2 separate regions of the Mus musculus genome follow, and region 2 is linked to region 1. A link is a contact called in public Hi-C data. All regions are on one chromosome and are shown on one strand. Each heading gives the region's core, a stretch centred on a gene start, on an enhancer-like site or on the middle of the called end of the contact. The rest is flanking DNA. Distances are from core to core; before and after follow the strand shown. Region 1 overlaps Gm36474 (a long non-coding RNA gene). Region 2 holds the start of Adamts16 (a disintegrin-like and metallopeptidase (reprolysin type) with thrombospondin type 1 motif, 16).

Region 1 (6,101 bases), core at 1,521-4,020:
AGAGAGAGAGGGGAGAGAGAGAGAGAGAGAGAGAGGCAGAGGCAGAGATCTACACAGACAAATATCCTGATCTAAGGAATAGCCCTACTCCTCCCAGAGACAGCACACCCAAACAATATTAGTTGTAGGATTCGTCTTCACAGGATGCATATATAGCAATGATAAAGTGCAACTTACGAGCAAGGGACAGTAAGTAAGCAATAAGTAGCAACCACAAATCATAATACTGTGTGGGTGGAGGAGCGCAGCCTGCCTCTGTTCAGTCAAGAAAAATTCCTAGTATTTTCAAAACATAGGGAAGCCCAGAGGGAAGTAAAATCACAAAGTTACAAATGAAGCATCTCTCTCTCTCTCTCTCTCTCTCTCTGTCTCTCTCTCTCTCCCTCCCTCCCTCCCTCCCTCCCTCCCTCCCTCCCTCCCTCTCCGTGCATACATGTAACTGCATAATTATACAACACATACACACAGACACACACACACACACCACATGTACTGTTTTTAGACTGTCTGAGAGCATGGTAAATCATGCCACTTTAGTGTTAGAAATGGACTTTGATTAAAACAAAACAGTACATTTACCAACATTAACACATTTAACATTTACTGATTTTTTAAAATCATGTGTATGATGTTCTGCCTACATCTGTATCTGTGTATCCTGTGCTTAAACATTGACTGAGGAGGCCAGAAGAGACAGTTGAGATTCCCTGTGTACTGGCTCGTTTCCTGTGTCAACTGGAGCTATCACAGAGAAAGGAGCTTCAGTTGGGGAAATGCCTCCATGAGATCCAGCTGTGGGGCATTTTCTCAACTAGTGACCAACAGGGGAGGGCCCACTGTGGGTGATGCCATCCCTGGGCTGATAGTCTTGGGTTCTATAAGAAAGCAAGCTGAGCAAACCAGTGGAGGCAAGCCAATAAGAAACATCCCTCCATGGCCTCTGCATCAGCTCCTACTTCCTGACATGCTTGAGTTCCAGTCCTGACTTCCTTTGGTGATGAACAGCAGTGTGGAAGTGTAAGCTGAATAAACCCTTTCCTCCCCAACTTGCTTCTTGGTTCTGATGTTTGTGCAGAAACCCTGAATCAGATACCCTGGAACTGGAGTTACAGATGGTTGTGAGGCTCCGGTATATGGAGTCAAACCTGAGCCCTCCTAAGGATCAGCCAGTCCTCTCGATTGAGCTTTAACCATCCCAACATCCTCCATTTACTGATGTTTATCTTTTATCTCACCCACTGCTTGAATTTCAGTGGATCCAATGGGTTCTTCTGTGGCATCATCCTCTTGTCTAAGACCATGGGTAATTGTCAGCCCTTGGCACTTCCTTGTTTTTAGCTATTGTAACACTAGAGGAGAAAAACTTCTTTGTGATGCACTTGAGGCTAGCACTTCTGTGAGGACCATCCTAGAATATTAGACACAACAGATATTTTAGAGGCCTAAGGAAACAGCTCCAAGGTGACAGGTTCATATTGTCCCATTCCCAGCAACCATGTCAGGCAGCCCGATGTCACCCTCTTCTGACCTCTGGAGGTACCTGAACCCATGTGTACACAAACACACACATGTGCATATAATTTAAAAAAATAAAATCATGTTAAAAAGCTATTTTAAATACCAATGAAATTTTTGTGCCTTAAAATGTGTAATTCTGTCTAACAGGAGCTAGACATGGCCTCTACCTCAAAGCCCGGGACTAGGTTTTCATCACCAGTCTGTAATGTTGCCGGGTTTCTTTTCTCTGTAGCTACAATGTTTCTTTAAGTAAGAAATCCACCCAGGAGGGACCTTAGAGAGGTTGTTGTCCTGAAGCCCATCAAAGTACATTTGGCCCGAGTAAATTGAGCTCTCCAGATTCTCCCACCTCAGAAAGGGGCTTTTCCATCCCATAATCCTGCATGTGGCTAGCTCAACCTAGCCCTGTGCTATATAGCAAAGGCTGCCTCTCCCATCTTTGTTTTAGAATCTAATTATTACTGACACGTGCTCTCGGGCTTTGCTTCCATCCTCCACTAAGATCCTTAATTATTTTGGAGTTGGGATGAACCGGGATTGATGAGAAAGGGAGGGGGAGCGGGAGATTTTTACCAGGTTCTCTGTCCCTGAGACATGCCATCACAGTGTTGTAGCATTTCCTTATTTTCTGAGAACAAAACAATCGTTGGTTTTCTTTGGATCCTTCCCACTGGCCTTGAGCTTAGACTATGGTGCTTGTCTCTGCACTTTGCAGTTTATCAAACACTCCGCCCAGTCAGTTTAGCAATAACTTGCCATTCCACACAATGTAGCCAGTCATCCTTAATATCCAAGCTGCTTCCTGCTCTCCCACCATCTCTGGGGCCAGATACTCATAGTCTGCTTTGGGCAGAATCCGGTTAGACTGGTTTAGACAGGTGTCCTGACTCACACTGATTTCAGAAACTTTCTATCCCCAGGCCCTCACCTGCTGCTCAGCCCCAGGACTCGGCAAGCAGAAATTAGGCTTCGGTTGAAATATCTGGTCTTAAATACTTGTTGCCACTTCTGCTGCTGTGCAGCTTTGTTCTCTCTTGGGCAAGTTCATCTGGTTCATTCCTAGGATCTGCCGTCCTTGAGAACGAGAAGTTTTGGAATCAAAACCCACTGGTGGGCTGGGATTTCTTGAGTGGTAAGGAACAGAAATTCAGACTTGAGGGAGCATTTGACAGAATCCAGGTCACCCTGCCTGGAAGAGAAAGTACCTACTAGGACCTGCCTTCCACCCCAAGGTAAATCAAGAATCACGTGGTACAGGCTCATGGAAGAACTGGACAGTTTCTGTTTGATCAGTGGAAGGCAGAGAAAGAAGAGCTGGGCTAGGGAGCCCTGAGGAACTGTGAGTACCAGGAGCTGAAAGTTTGCAGACTTGATGTCCATGGATTGCAGATGGCAACTGACTTTGTTTGCTTCAGTGAGACCTTTCCAGTGACCACAACCCCATGTTATTTCTCTGATACAAGGTCCCAGTGACAGCAGCAAGAGACTGGTGCCAACGAACAGCACCTCTCTCTCTCTCTCTCTCTCTCTCTCTCTCTCCCTCCCTCTCTCTCTCTCTCCCTCTCTCTCTCTCTCTCTGCCTATCAAGAGGAAGGTCGTGGAGAGACAGGCTTTTAGTGCCCATGACGACAGATAACAGGCACAGCCTCTTGGGTCCCGGACTGGATGCAAAGTCACTTCATGATCAAGCTCACCATGACGATGAGTCTGTGTTTGACCAGACTTGTTATCCTGACAGCTTTGGCTTTGTCCTCATGAGAACTCAGCCAAGCCATGAGTGGTGACCACAGATAGACTTAAGAGCCCAGTCATGGACTCTTTTCCCTCCCTATTACCTAATTTCCAACTCCCCTCTGGCATCCTTTTGACATTTTTCTGGTTTGGACCCAATCCGTGGGCTTCACCCATCAGATTCTAAATCAGCTGTGGCTAGTGCCACAATAAGAAATGACCAACCACGTGACCTTCACCCCAGAGTGTCGGCCATGGTCTTCATCACCCCAATATCTGCTTCACACCACAGGGAAACTCCTCCACATATGATCCCTTCACACGAGGTCTTGAGAACAGTCACTGCAGGACCCCTGAGAAGGAACTGAAGGAGTCCAGGTCTTCCACCAGGACCAGTGCCACAGACAGGCAGTGGGAGGAGGATGCTCTCACAGCTGAGGCTTGGTGACCCTTGTTTGGACTTTATGACGAATCTATCATGTTTTCAGAGATGTGAGTATGCCTGCAAAGTGGATTTGAGTCTAAACTCTTGGTTCTACCATGAAGGAGGGATTAGTGGTTCCTGGACCCTGCCAGAAACCCAGCTGTATAGACAAGTCACAGTGATCTAACCTCCCTGGCTATGAGCTGGCCTGCACAGCTGCAGTAGGGGAGCGGTAGCCTGAGGTGTGAGAAGGAGCTTGTGTGGAGTGGGAAGATTTTGAGTGTTTGTGGATTCTGGGGCTGAGCTGAGGGTTTTTGTTTCATGAGAAGAGAAAGAGTTGTGCGTCACCATCCTAGAGGGGCACAGAACAAGCAGAGAAATACAGAGAAGACATGGGAGCTAACCCTTGCAGAAAGACAACGGTGCGGGGGGCAAACAACATGCAGGAGAAAAGGGGGTAGACCAATTTCATCCCGAGGAAGTGACTAATGTTCCAGTTTCAGAAAACTGGGTAATAAAAAGAAACATTCACTAAAAAAATCTGTCTTAAAATATTTGGTAATTTTCAGGAAAGAATTAGAGAAATGCACATCCTCTTCGTGACCAAATTTTTCCTGGTGGTGTCCTCTGGGCCAGCGTCCCTCCTCACACTGCGCATGCTCTTTGGGACTTGTGCAGGTTCTTGTGGGTGCCTCCTAGGCCGCTGCTTCACAACTCCCAGCATGCTGTTCGAATTTCACTCATTTGTGGAATTGTTGGGTATCCGTCCTTTCCTTCTTCCGTCCTGTCAGGCGTTTTTCACCTGCACAGGATCACGGAGCAGAGATAGTATCTGAAAGCAAAGGAGTTTGATCTGCTCTTCAGTTTGCCCTAATTAGCCATTTCGTTTACTTTTTAACAATGGAAAAATTCAGTCAGAAGTATTGAAAAATATTTTGGATTGGGGGGAGGGGGTTGTTTGTTTTGTTAGCTCCTTTGAAACAAAAAATTTAAACGACATCTCCAGATTAAAGGTGTGGCGAAGACTTTTAGACAATAAACTATGAATACTCATATTTTCTCATTTCTCCACAGTAAAGCTAAACTAAACACTCAAGCTAGAAATAATTCAATGAGTGGGTGTCAGTCATTTTAAACATGAACCCTACCTAACTGGACAATGTGTAATTGTTTTCAAATGTCTAAAGCTCACTAGTTTATTAAATCTAAAATGCCTTCCCTGAACATGATATAAAATTAGCTCATTTTTATACAAAGGAATCAATCCCCAAAGTAGCAGCTGTTTGCATGTTCTTCAGTCAGACTCAGTTTTCCCTCTATTTTCATTTTCCTCCACAGCATTGCTAAGGACGATCTATAAAGATGTCTGAGGAGATAACCATTGAGTGAAGTATCTGCCTCACAAGTGTGAGGTCCCAAGGTGAGAGCAAGAAGTTGCAGCATAAGTCTGTAATCCCAGTATTTCTACAGAAGTATAGGAAGAAGACACAGGAGGACCCCATGTGTCTGACAGCCTAGCATAGGGAGTGGCAAATAAGAGATTTTGTCTCAAAGCAGAAGACCAACACCAGAGGCTGTCTACTGACTTCCATGTGCAGGCCCATGATACTGTATATATACACGCATCACCATGTACATGGAGAGAGACAGAAGTGAAGCAAAATGTCCAAAAGCCACAGTGACTGTGGGGCTCTGTATCCCATCTGTCATTGAAAGCGATGATCTTAGACAGTCTACATATAATGACTTTCACACTTGACTGATATCAAAGAATAGTGCGTTCCCATTGAATTGCATTTTGGTGTGTATGAATAGGAAGGACAGGCAACATGGGACATGTTTTGGTCTTCCATGGGAGTTCTGGAGCATAGCATCCAAGAGGATGGAAGGGAACTATTTATCTGTGTGTGTGACTATCTGTCTGTCTGTCTGTGTATGTGTATATGTATGTGTATAGGTATATGTGTGTGTCTGTGCATGAACACATATATGTGAGTGTATACATGTATCTATGTATGAAAACGTGTGTATACTTGTGTATGTATACATGAGTCTGAGTGTGCACATGTATGTGTGTGTGTGTGTGTATGTGTATGTGTGTGTGTATAAGGAACCCCACACACAGCAGCTAATGCTATTGCTTTCTTCCCACTCCTGAAAAAGCAAATGAGATAAGGAACCATGGTATATTTTGAGTAAAAGGTTGTCAGATGTCCTGGACTTTCCCACTTTCTTCTAAGTTGAAATTGTTTCCAATCCAGGCCAAGGAGATAGGAGGCTTGAGTCCAGGTGTTAGGTTGGTGCTTCCAGGAAATGAAAGGGGTACGGCCCACACTCCAGAATGAGGGCATGACAGAGATGCCTAACTGTCACATTTCATCAAAAATATTTCCAAAAAGAAGATTCTGGAAGCTCTTTGCTTAGTCTA
Region 2 (6,095 bases), core at 800-3,299, 160 kb before region 1:
TCTCTCCCTCTCTCCCTCTCTCCCTCTCTCCCTCTCTCCCTCTCTCCATCTCTCCCTCTCTCCCTCGCTCCCTCTCTCCCTCGCTCCCTCGCTCCCTCGCTCCCTCTCCCTCTCCCTCTCCCTCTCCCTCTACCTCTCCCTCTCCCTCTCCCTCTCCCTCTCCCTTTCCCTCTCCCTCTCCCCTCTCTGATGGTTGGATATTATAGGCCCAAGGAGTGGCACTATTAGAAGATGTGGCCTTCTTGGAGTAGGTGTGTCACTGTGGGTGTGGGCTTTAAGACCCTCATTCTAGCTGTCTGGAAGCCAGTATTATCCTAGCAGCCTTCAGATGAAGACTCCTCAGCTCCTCCTGCACTATGCCTGCCTGGATGTTGCCATGCTTCCACCTTGAGGATAATGGACTGAACCTCTGAACCTGTAAGCCAGCCTCAATTAAATGTTGTCCTTATAAGAGTTGCCTTGGTCATGCATGGTGTCTGTTCACAGCAGTAAAACCCTAACTAAGACATGCACACACACACACTCTCTTTCTCTCTGCTCTCCTCCCACCTCTCTCATGTGTGCATACACAGACACATACACACAGAGAGAGACAGACAGACAGACAGACAGACAGACAGACACACTTGGGAACAATAGAACAAGAGAGACCAGGTGGAATAGAGGGGACTTAACAGGAGATAATGGGAGGCTTTAATAAAAGAACATAGTGTAGGTGCGTGGAATTATAAAAGAATGAAACAGTAAGTCAACAAAACTGTACTCTTTGACAATATTTTTCATATGAACGACTGAGAGAGAAAGGGAGGGAGCAGAGAGAGAGAGAGAGGGATATGCATACACAGATCAGTTCATCTTGATTCCGCCCTGTCCTTTCTGAGATGTATGACACTTCATTCAGGCTTATAAAGAGCCACTCTGGGGCATCTCAGCTCAGTGTAGGCTGGAGTGAGCACCCTGAAAACTGCAGCCACTGCTCCACATGCCATCCCCCTTCTCAGCCTTGCAAACCAGGCAAGGTCAGTGTGACTGCAAATGAGGGACCCTAGAATGGCAGCTGGAGGGAGCCTGAGATGTGAGACCAACCGGCAGAAGGAAGTGGAGTGCAGCTGCTGGGATGGACAGTCATTGGCAGTCCCGCGTGTAGAAACATCTACCCGTGCGCTCAGTGCTGTCTGTATCTGTACCCACCCTGCAGCAGACACTCTCAGTCACTGATGGTCACAAAAGACGCTCATACTCAAACACATACTCAGGTCATGATGGACCAGGACGCAGGGCTGGAGAGAGGGCATTCGCTGGTTGTCTTGGATAGACCTGGTCTGGTCTAGGCTGGGGCTCCTAGACTTCCTACTAGGATGCTCTGGGAACCCAGTGGCCTCACACCTGCTCTCCCAGCAGGTCAGCCAGAGTCTAAAGTGAATCTGAAATTGGCCACTGCTGTCCAATGAAAAATTAGAGGCGTGAGAAAGAAACCCAGCTTCCTCATAGCCTGCCCTACCCTGCCCTGCCCTGCCCCGCCCCGCCTCCATTCACCCCTTTTCTTCACGTGCCCCAGGCAACTAAGGACTCACATTCATTCATAAGCAGATACATTCCTCCCTATACATCTCCCACTAGAAGGGAAGGCCAGAGGGTCTGTAACCAGGGGATGGACTAGAGAACAATGAATGCTGGATGCCTGTCTCTATGCAGCTCAATCTTGCCCTTAAGTGAGAAGTCCCACAGAGCTGCAGCGGTGGCAGGTGGCAGAGGACTTTGGAGTAACACACCAAGACAGTTTTCCACAAAAGCACAGGGGTGAACAGCTAGATATGACTGTGTCCTGGCCTTGTCTCTACCCCAAGTTCTCATGTAGGTGGACAAAACACCTTCCTGCTGGGTCATAGGCGTGAAGGATGCCCAGTACTTACCATGAGTCTGCTTCATCTCCTCTCCCTGCCACTCCTCCCTTATCCTCCTCCTCCTCCTGGTACCCCTCCTCCCTGCTTTACTCCCTCCTCTATCCCCTCCCCTCTCCTCTCCTTTGCCCTCCCTAGTCCTGCCCTCTCCTTCTCTACCCTCCTCCCTGCTGTCCCTTGGTTGCTGCGGGTGCTTTGCCGCCCCCCGCCACCACTGCCACTCCACCTCCCGGTGCCGAACGAAGCTGCAGTGATAACTCTGATGTGCATGGTGGAATCGCTGCCTGGAAACCCTGCGATTTTGCCGGGTCGGTCCTTTGCACCCTAGCATACTGCTAACACCGGGACTATCCAGTGACCCAGTCTAGACTGCTGAGCTGAGTCCTGTGAGCCCTCGGGCACCGGGGCCATGGAGTCCCGAGGTTGTGCTGCGCTCTGGGTGCTGCTGCTGGCGCAGGTCAGTGAGCAGGTGAGTCCTGGCGCTAGGACCAGCAGAGTCTGATGGCTGCAAGTGCATTCCGCCCTTGGCTGAGCTCTGCAGTGCCCGCATTTTCACTGAGGTGTCCTCGTTTTTTTTTTCCCCCTAGCAGACACCTGCGTGCGCCCTGGGACTCGCAGCTGCAGCGTCTGGGAGCCCGGAAGACCCGCAGCCTCCCCCATTCTCTGGGTCCAGCTGGCTGGAAACCGGTGGTAAGTTCGCGCGGTGGGGGCTCTCGGTTCCTCACAGGTAAGCAGCCAGCAACCCCCTATGCTGGTCTGCAAGTCTCCTGGGACTCAGGACGCCAAAAGCTTTGAAGATGCTATCTTGCTCTTTCTATTCATTTCGAGCACAAGATCATGCTCAAGAATGACTTCCGACCAACGTCTGTATCCTATTTCCTAGTAAAATGATAATGGCTAGCCAGAGTTACATTGGGGGAGTGAGATATCTGGGTGTAGGAAGACTCCAGATCACTCTATATATTGACATCATTAATGTATACACCAAATCTATTATAAGCAACGTAGTCCCCACTCCAGCATCTTCCCCCCTCTCCTTTCTTTCACATTGAAGCTTTCTCCACTTTGACTGTCACAGGAGGAGACAGAAGGCAACCTCATTAATATCGCTTTAATGTTAATTAATAGCACAGGGGACATCCAAAGGATGTGTCCTGGACCTCCTTGAACATGAACTCGAATTCAAGTCTTCTGCAAGGTTCAGCCACCTCAGTGATTCACAAGTGGGTTTCCCCTGTGAGGTGTCCTAGCAATGACACCTGGTGACTGAGAAAGCAGGCCATTGCACTTGCTAGGAGGTTTGTGCTGGGTCCACAGCAAATGCAGGATTTTACTCACCCTGTCCTTTCCTGGGATGAATTAGCTTGAGATTGTTAGCAGAAATGGCGACCAGAGGCGAGCCAGGTTTAATCTTTTCGGCAGATTTTTAGAATATGTACAGGATTAAACAATTGACACTTCGGAAACCCTCATTATCGCTTCCTTCATCAGGATAAACTTACAAGAACTGAATTCCTCCTACTGAAAACAGGGTTTAAGAAGGGATATATGAGTCTCGGCTCTAGGACTCTGAGTGCCACTGGAGGGCGCCAGACCCAAACAGTACAGTGGTTTAGAAGGCAAGGGAAAGCCTATTGTGTTTGAAACCCACCCTCTGTCACCTGCATCTCCAACCCTCTTCTGATCCTCTTACTTCGAATTCTGACACATCATGACCTTACAAGGAATGTTCATGCTCTAACTTTGGACTTTGCACTACTTTCAGAATAAAACTTAAAAAAAAAAAATCCATAGGGACTCGAGGCATTTCAGACATTTATTTATTATGTGTGTAGGGTGCATGGCACTGTGGAGGTCGGAGGACAACTTGTGGGAGTTCAAGGATCAAATTCTGACTGTCTTGCTTAGCATGGAGCAGGCTGAGCAATCGAGCCTTGCCACTCGGGACACGTTTATTGCACTAACGAAGTGTTATCCAAGATGATAACATTATAGACAGAACGCTATTCAGGAAGAGAGGACAAGCTTAGTGCCTGAGGCCACAGGCAGGCTTCTCATGCCTGGCGCCTCAGTCCCGGATCCCAATGGCAGTGTTTCCATGGACTTTCACTTGCCTGGTCAGAGCGTGCACAGAAGGTGTGAGTCCTTGCAAGGTGGAGCTGACTTTGTGAAGGCAGGATACCTTCACCCTTTCCTGGTTATCAAAAGAGAAAGAGGCAGAGAGAGCAGACAGCAGTCACACAGCAGAGGCAAGGTGTGGCAGAGCACCTGTGACCTTCAGATCTGCATATTGTGCACGGCCCATCTCCATGATATAAGATAATTTCTTAATTAACTCTTTGAAGCTGTTTTGAGTTTGGGCTAAAGTGAGACCTGTAAGGGTTCTGGCTATTTTGCTGCCTTTGTGAAGTAATTATGCAGTAGGGAAGAGAGCCTCACGCACCCCTTGAGACAATGATGGATAACTAAATTGAGATAAGTTGGATTATCAAACACGAATGTATCAATTTACATTTTGATGACTCTATTGCTTTTTATTTCTTGTTTCTTCAAAGGTTTCCTTCCATATTTGTCATTGCAATAACATCTATGGTTTCTGCCAAGAGCATGGCACAGGTTTTTAGCTTTTTAAAAACTTTGGGTTTCCAGATCTCAAGGCAAAGCTCAGAAGTTCTTTAGGCTTTTGACTGGGAGGATAGAGAGATTGTTCAGAGGCTGATGGTACTTACCACCTCTGCTTCCCTCTGTTCTCATTCCATTGCCCCAGGTAGTCTCATTTGTAATTTTAATAATATATATGAATATAAGATTTACACATGTGTACAAATTATCATCTTCCAAATAAGAAAAAGTGGTATATATGTTTTTATGGGTCTTATTTTGCTTACTTTGATAACCTGTGGTTACGTACATATATTTTCCTGCAAGCAAACGACTTAGCTCTTTAGCCCTTCTCTAGTGTGTGTGTGTGTGTTTGTGTCTGTCTGTCTGTGTGTCATCTGTCTGTCTTTTTGCCTATCATTTTCCATATCTGTTCGCATGACCAACACCTAGGCTGACTCCATAGCTTGGCTACTGTGGAAACTGTCCAATGTCTCTGAAGGATGCTGACTATAGTGTGTTGACTGGGTCTGAGTCCATATCCAGGATTTGTGTGGCTGGATGCTATGGCTGGAATCATCTCTCTATGGACAACGAAGCTCATGAATTAGGCTAACAACAGTGACTTGTACCTCTTGCCTTTATTCCATTACCTCTGAAGGAGGGGGAAGTAGCCAGAAGTGATATGAATCCTGTGAGGATTCGGATGTGCTAGCTAACAATACCCCAGCCAACCTGCCTGCCCCACAGAGCAGAGAGCAGTGGCGGTGTCACATGAGGGAAAATACTTTGGTGAACTGCAAACCAATGGATGCACCTATATTCACTCTTCAGACTTGCTGAGTCCTGCTGTGCTTCCCCCCCCCCCCTTCGCCATATACCAGGTTGTCTGATCCTCCATTATCCTACACAAAATGTTATAGAAGCCAGAGTGTCTTACCCTACCATAGCTAAATCTCCTGCTCTGGTGCAGATGCCTGCCAGAGCCTGCTAAGTCACCTGCAGAGCCTGCTGCCTCCCTATGCCAGCTGTTCCCACTTGTACAGTAGGGCTAGATGTGTAGATTATGCTTGGGACTGCAGAGAGAGAGAGAGAGAGAGAGAGAGAGAGAGAGAGAGAGAGAGAGAGAGAGAGAGAGAGAGAGAGAGAGAGAGAGCTATGACATGTGGCAGGCACCATAGCCAAAGTCTTGGTGCCCTCCAGTCCTCACCTTGCCATGGTTGTCAGCAGGAGAGAATCCCCGCCTCTGATCTTCTCTGACTCTCTTAAACCCAACCACAGAGCTTTTGTGGCTTGTCAGTGGCCATTGTCCGAACTTCTGTTTTACCTGTCTATTGCTTGTCAGGAGAGAATAGCAACACACAGACAAGTGCCTGTGCCTACTCAAAATTAATTGGTGATAATTACCTTGATATCGCTCACCTATAACCAAGTCATACTTTATGCATGAGTCTGAAAAATGTGTCCACTCATGCTGAGTCAGAGGCAGAGACCGGTTACCAAGCATCTAGTAGAGCTACCTCTTAAGAGACGGTTGATAGACTGGAGTAGAAACGTGTGTTTACAATGTTGCAATTGGCCAAACTCCAAATG

What was found. A called contact is a pair of places that touch in the nucleus more often than the background predicts.
Region 2: a Hi-C map of the C2C12 cell line shows a contact between it and region 1, with 4 times the contacts expected there. The contact joins the promoter of Adamts16 here to the enhancer-like site in region 1. A contact is called at or near these places in 3 of 39 promoter capture datasets (cranial neural crest, embryonic stem cells and hippocampal neurons), 1 of 15 datasets of contacts at CTCF or cohesin (the NIH/3T3 cell line), 2 of 484 Hi-C or Micro-C datasets (the C2C12 cell line and muscle stem cells), 1 of 115 datasets of contacts at active chromatin or transcription factors (craniofacial prominence) and 3 of 9 other capture datasets (adipose tissue, liver and pancreatic islet).

Annotation. Positions count from the first base shown.
Region 1 is chr13:70,678,285-70,684,385 of GRCm38.p6, reverse strand. It overlaps Gm36474 (a long non-coding RNA gene), which reads right to left. Exons shown (of 3, transcript XR_382636.2): 3 at 4,443-4,505. Among named protein-coding and RNA genes, the nearest start is that of Gm36474, 8.2 kb to the right of the region's middle. Within about 2 kb of position 2,770, at least 46 of the 459 cell types and tissues checked have an H3K27ac peak or open chromatin away from gene starts, as enhancers often do. A contact at or near this core is called in the C2C12 cell line and muscle stem cells, where this site is marked.
Region 2 is chr13:70,837,765-70,843,859 of GRCm38.p6, reverse strand. Adamts16 (a disintegrin-like and metallopeptidase (reprolysin type) with thrombospondin type 1 motif, 16) reads left to right here and starts at 2,049. Exons shown (of 23, transcript NM_172053.3): 1 at 2,049-2,370; 2 at 2,489-2,591. The coding sequence starts at 2,311. Gm36529 (predicted gene, 36529) reads right to left here and starts at 3,410. Exons shown (of 4, transcript NR_167928.1): 1 at 3,240-3,410.